Regions from separate parts of the Mus musculus genome. Here region 1 is linked to region 2. Evidence: chromatin contacts called from public Hi-C data. All regions are on one chromosome and are shown on one strand. Each heading gives the region's core, a stretch centred on a gene start, on an enhancer-like site or on the middle of the called end of the contact. The rest is flanking DNA. Distances are from core to core; before and after follow the strand shown.

Region 1 (2,700 bases), core at 73-2,572, 62 kb before region 2:
GTGGGGGCGCACCGGGTATTCAGACAGCCTTGGGGGTGCCGGGCGGTGATGCGGGGCTCAGGGCTCAGCTCCCGGGGCCTCTCCACTCCTGCGGCACAGCAGCAGCCTCAACCGTCTTCTCCACTTCCCGACAGCCAAGGATGGCTTGCACACACACATGCACTTCACTGGAGGATATCTTGGCAATCCCGCCTCCCTCCCGGCGTCCTTGGCGACGCTCTGCACCAGGGCCTGCCCCTGAGGTCACACAGAGAGACAAAAGGGCAGTCGGACTGCTGCAGCCTTGCAGGAATATCCACTAGTCCTCACTCCTGCAGTGGGGAAAAATCCAGTAAGCCAAGTTGAGTAGGAAAGGTCCTCTAGCTTGGGCAAGATTTGCAGATAGGCGAGCCCAGAAGAGCAAAGCAAAGACTAGGTGTCCGCGATGCCAGTGCTGCTACTGTGCCCTGATGGATGACTACTAGGTAGAAGGCAGAAAGATGGGGATCTGCTACCCTGGCAGACCCCAGGCGACAACCGAATGGCAGTAGAGTGTGCGCGCTCTTGTCAGCCACTCTGGTCTCCGGGATACGCCGCAGCTCCGCAGCACACACCTGACGGCACAGGTAGAAGAAACAACAGCCAACAGCGACGTCCTGCTGTATGCAGCCTCTCAGCCACCCCTCGGGCAGCCCCTACAAGTGGGTCCTCAGCCTCAAAGTGCAGGAAGTTTCCCCAGGCGTTGGATCCGGTCACCCACTGTCACGGGAGGAGTCCAGCCGCAGACGTTGAGATGCCGCTTAGCCCCGGACGTTGCACCTGACTCGGCGACCACAGACTAGGCAGCGCTTGGCTTCCAGCCCCTTCCCCTCTCAGGGAGGCTTTCGGCACTCGCGGTTCCCGGGAGGAAAGTGGAGAGAGAGGGAAGGCGGAGACTGAGCAGGGACTGGCGCTCCAGAGCCCCAGGCAAGTGTCTAAACAATAGGACGGACTCCGCAGCCTAAGTCTCGCCTGGCTGCTGGAAGGTGGGTTGTTGTTGTAACTGGAGTTGTCCGCTCTGGCTGCTGGGCGCTGAGCGCAGCCAAACAAAAAGACCCCAGTCCGCGCCTCTGGAGTCGCCTGTGGGCCCCCGGGACGTCCCCTTTTTCTCCTCAGTACTCCCGCAGCCTCAGGAAAGCTCGGCAGCTCCGGCCTGCGCCCTGAAGCCTGGGCGCTCCCATCCCTCGCCGCCGCCGCCGCCTCCTTCTCCTCCTTTTTTTAAACCACCGTCTGCGGCAGCCACAGCCGCCGCCTCCTCCAGCCTCCGCCGTCCAGGCGCTCCGTAAATAAATAAGCCCAAGTCCGAAGTTAAAGCGGCCGCCGGTCTTTATATAGCAGCCGGAGCCCCCGCCCTTGGCTCCGCCCCCGCAAGCCTCGCCCCGCCCCCTGGCCGCGCGCGGAAAGCCTGCACCTCGCCCGGGAGAGGTGAGGCCCAGGCTGGCAGCTCCGGCTGCAGACAGCGGCGCGCGTTCCCGTACGCCCCTGCTCGCGCCCAGACTCCTAGGATCCAGCAAACTTGGCCACCAGAAAGAAGAGCTCGGGTCTCCTCCACACAACTCCTTGGCCTCAGAGCTGACCAGAGCCCAGAAACCGAGGTTCCCAGCGGGAGAACGAGGAGAGGGGCAGCTTTGAGGACAGCTCATAAATAAATGGAGAAGGCAGAGCCTCTGTTGTAGCTTTTTGAGTCGCGATCCTAAAGGGGACCGCTCTGGGCTTGCAACACTGAAAGAGAGAAAGAGAGAGACAGCGAGATTATGATTTTAAAATTAAAACAAAAACAAAACAAAACAAGAAAACTCTACTGAAATAGATCTGCCTCCGTGAGCGCGCATTTTATCCCCCCCCCCCCCCCCACACACACACATTTTGTTTGGGTGGCTTCAAAGTTTAGAGTTGTAGCAAGTTGGGAGTAGTGTTTTCAACCTTCTCTCTGGCCTTCCCATCCCTAAGCCACCGTCTTCGGTTAACCCTTTCTTTATAATCACTTACTTAAAAAACGCCATGGTGAGGGATTTGGTTGCGTGGGCACTATACAAACTCACACAACTCCAAGGGTTTGGATAGGTCCCTACGGTTTTACTCTCTTAGCTGGCAAAGGGAAGAGGAAGTAAATCCTAGCGATGCCCATTATACTAGAAGGCTTTCCTTAATTCAGTGCCTAACTGGACACCCCACCCCCATCCCCACCTCACCCCTACCCCCATCCCCATCCCCACCCCTGCACTGTTTTGAAAATGAATTTCCTCCTTCCTTCTTGTCTCTTCAGTGTGATGTCTGGCAGTAGTCAGCATCTCTCAGCAGACACCAACGCCGCTATAGGTTTGAAATAACAACTAAATGAGTCAGCTTCTTCCCTTGCTTTTAATTTCCTCATCTTCTTTGCCTGTAGTCACGTTCTACTTTGTGCCAGCCCCTACCATAAAGTCAGTTTTACAGTAAAGTATCATTCGTATAAAATATCTGACAAACCTTGACCGCGAAGTCGGCCCAGTTCTCTTTAGCATTTTTTGGCATTTAACAAGCTACCTGTAACTTAATAGGTTTCCTGATCAGTGTTTTATTTCATAAATATGAACCGTGAAATCCCTCCAACATCTTTATTTTTGCCTATTTAAAAAATTTTTTTTCAGGATATCTTTCTCAGGTCATTTTGCCTGCCACTGAGATCCAAAAGCCCTTCAG
Region 2 (2,700 bases), core at 73-2,572:
TAACTCAGTGAAGAATTGAGTTGGAATTTTGATGGGGATTGCTTTGAGTCTGTAGATTACTTTCGGCAAGATAGCCATTTTTACTATATTAATCTTGCCAATCCATGAGCATGAGAGATCTTTCCACTTTTTGAGATATTCTTCAGTTTCTTTCTTCAGAGACTTGAAGTTCTTATCATACAGATCCTGAGAGGTTCTGCCAGTGCCTGACAAATACAGAAGTGGATGCTTACAGCTATTCATTGAACGGTTCACAGGGTCCCCAGTGAAGGAGCTAGAGAAACTACTCAAGGAGCTAATGGGGTTTGCGCAGGCTCATAGAAGGAACAACAATATGAACTAACCAGTACCCATAGAGCTCCCTGGGACAAAACCACCAACCAAAGAAAACACAGAGTGGGACTCAGGGCTCTAGCTGCAATTGTAGCAGAGGATGGCCTAGTTGGCCATCAATAGGAGGAGAGGCCCTTGGTCCTGTGAAGGCTGGATGCCAGGACCAGGAAGAGGGAGTGGGTGGTTTGATGAGGAGGGGAGGGGAGAGGGTATAGGGTTTTTTTTGAGAGGAAACCAGGAAAGGGGATAACATTTGAAATATAAACCAAGAAAATAGCTAACAAAAAGATTTTTAAAAAGAATATTATTCTCTAGTATTTGTAAATGTTTCTCTCTAACTTACAGGTCCAATGACTCAGGTGAAGGAACATGTTCTTTAAGTGTTTTCTCTTTGTCTTGTATTTCTTGGAAGTATTGAAGAGTTACTGGAATAAAATAAAATACTTTATTGTCTCTCCAAAATTTCTAAACTGGGTGGAAAAGAGGAAAACGGCTGACTAATGCCTGATTTGTTCATTGTCTTAAAGCCACAAATATGTCTCAGCATTCTTCTACATCCCGTGCCCACTCACTCCAACAGCCTTTCAATGGAAGGAATTCATCCCAGAAATGCCAAAATGTAAAGGCAGTGTGCGGTGATAGAGTGGATATCAGTGTCTAGAACTGACAGCATATTTTATTCATTTCCCATGACTTTAGTCTTGTTATTGTCTGAGTCTAAATCTCCTCATCTTAAAATCAGAAATGTTGCAATATTATAGACATATTTATTCTCAGTCAGGTTAGTCTTTCCTGTTCCTAGCATATCTGCATTTCTATACATTAGGAATGTATATTCACCAGAATTCACTTATGTGTTGCCAATTGGACTGGAAGTCATTCCACTATACCAGTTTGTTAAAAGCAAAATTCTAAACAAAGTTTACTCAGAGATGTTGGGAAATAACACTAAAATATGATAGCTATTTGAAAACTTCTATAAAGGTCAGGCAAGCATTTAAACTGCCAACACATTCTATGATCTAGAAAGTGACAATGCTATCAGGACACCCACAGAGAAACCTGTTTTCACTTTGTAGTAAATATTTTTTCCTCACAAAAAGCTTGTTGAAAGAGAAGAAAACTGCCCAAATGTAGAGGAAGTGAAGCAACATTGGTATTTAATTAAAAAGAAATTAGTCATGCTGATGATGAAGGAAGGGGATTTCCATACAACACTTGAGAAACTGAGGCAAAGGACATGAACCAGCCAATAAAAACGAAACTTGCTTAGGACTTTCTAAAGAAGCTCTTAGCAGTTCAGTGAATGTGGCATTTTGCAATGGAGACTGGAAAACCTACTAATGGAGACATTGCGTATTTCTTTTACCAAATAGCTGATGTTGGGAAGTCTAGAACATTCAGAGTTAAATATATCAACAAAATTAAAATAGCAGCAATTCAATAATTGAAACAAGATGCCGTTAACCCTCTAAGTAGCAATTTTCTTAATACATATATGTATTCCAAATGTCCTTTATGCTCCTAAGGAAAAAAATTAAAGAGTATTGATAGGATTTTAAGTTAAAACAAAACAAAACAAAACAAAACAACAATGATAACAATAAAAACAGCAGAAACATATCGTCTGTGTGAAGTTTATTAAAATCCAAGACATTTAAGGATTTCTCTTGTTAATTTTTCCTAATATACATGGGCAAGTGTTCAGTGCTTTCATCTGGGAAAGAAAGTGACAAAAAGTTGGCAAACATACCAATCTAGTGGTTATCAGGAATTCTGGCTCTGCCTGCCTTCCCATGTAACCTCATCTGAAGTCTCATCATCCAGGGCATGTCCTGGGAGGTGAATTATTTCACTTCTATGCTTCTCTAGTTCCAAGAGGCACAAACAGCAAGTTGATCAGACTTCCAGGTTCTGCTATGATTCCTCTTTTCCTATGCCTTATCACTCTTCATTGGTGACTGAAAACATTCTGCCTTTGGGGAAATCTCACTGAGTGCTCCTGGAGACGTGTAGTTTTCAAGATGGCAAGTGTATGGTTGTCAAGACAAAGTTAAAAGGTTTTGATTTGAATCTATTTGTTTTCATTTTTTCAAAGTAAAGCTGACAATGTACAATGAAGGGCAGGGAATCCAAGAGATGATGTTAGGTCAATAATCAAGGTTGGAGTACTGGGAGAACTCAGAGAAGAAGATGGAGAATCCCACTACCAAGCAGTCAGGCAGATAGCAAGTTTATTCTCCTCTACATTTTATTCAATCAGGATGTCAGCAGCTTGGGCCATCTCTACCATTGCTTTGGATAAAGACATATGCTTTAATAATTTCTACAATGTAAATGTGAATATAGGCCAGGCAACATGGCTCC

Evidence for each region. Hi-C and Micro-C count contacts between places; a contact is called where the count stands out from the background.
Region 1: a Hi-C map of embryonic fibroblasts shows a contact between it and region 2, with 3 times the contacts expected there. The contact joins the promoter of Slit2 here to the enhancer-like site in region 2. A contact is called at or near these places in 3 of 39 promoter capture datasets (the 3T3-L1 cell line and the SN4741 cell line), 8 of 484 Hi-C or Micro-C datasets (3T3-L1-derived adipocytes, adipose-derived mesenchymal stem cells, embryonic fibroblasts and 1 more), 1 of 115 datasets of contacts at active chromatin or transcription factors (vascular smooth muscle cells) and 3 of 9 other capture datasets (adipose tissue, liver and pancreatic islet).

What each region holds. Positions count from the first base shown.
Region 1 is chr5:47,981,777-47,984,476 of GRCm38.p6, reverse strand. It overlaps Slit2 (slit guidance ligand 2), which reads right to left and starts at 1,322. Exons shown (of 36, transcript NM_178804.5): 1 at 1-1,322.
Region 2 is chr5:47,920,108-47,922,807 of GRCm38.p6, reverse strand. No RefSeq gene overlaps it. Among named protein-coding and RNA genes, the nearest start is that of Slit2, 62 kb to the left of the region's middle. Within about 2 kb of position 1,322, at least 23 of the 459 cell types and tissues checked have an H3K27ac peak or open chromatin away from gene starts, as enhancers often do. A contact at or near this core is called in the SN4741 cell line, adipose-derived mesenchymal stem cells, embryonic fibroblasts and 1 more, where this site is marked.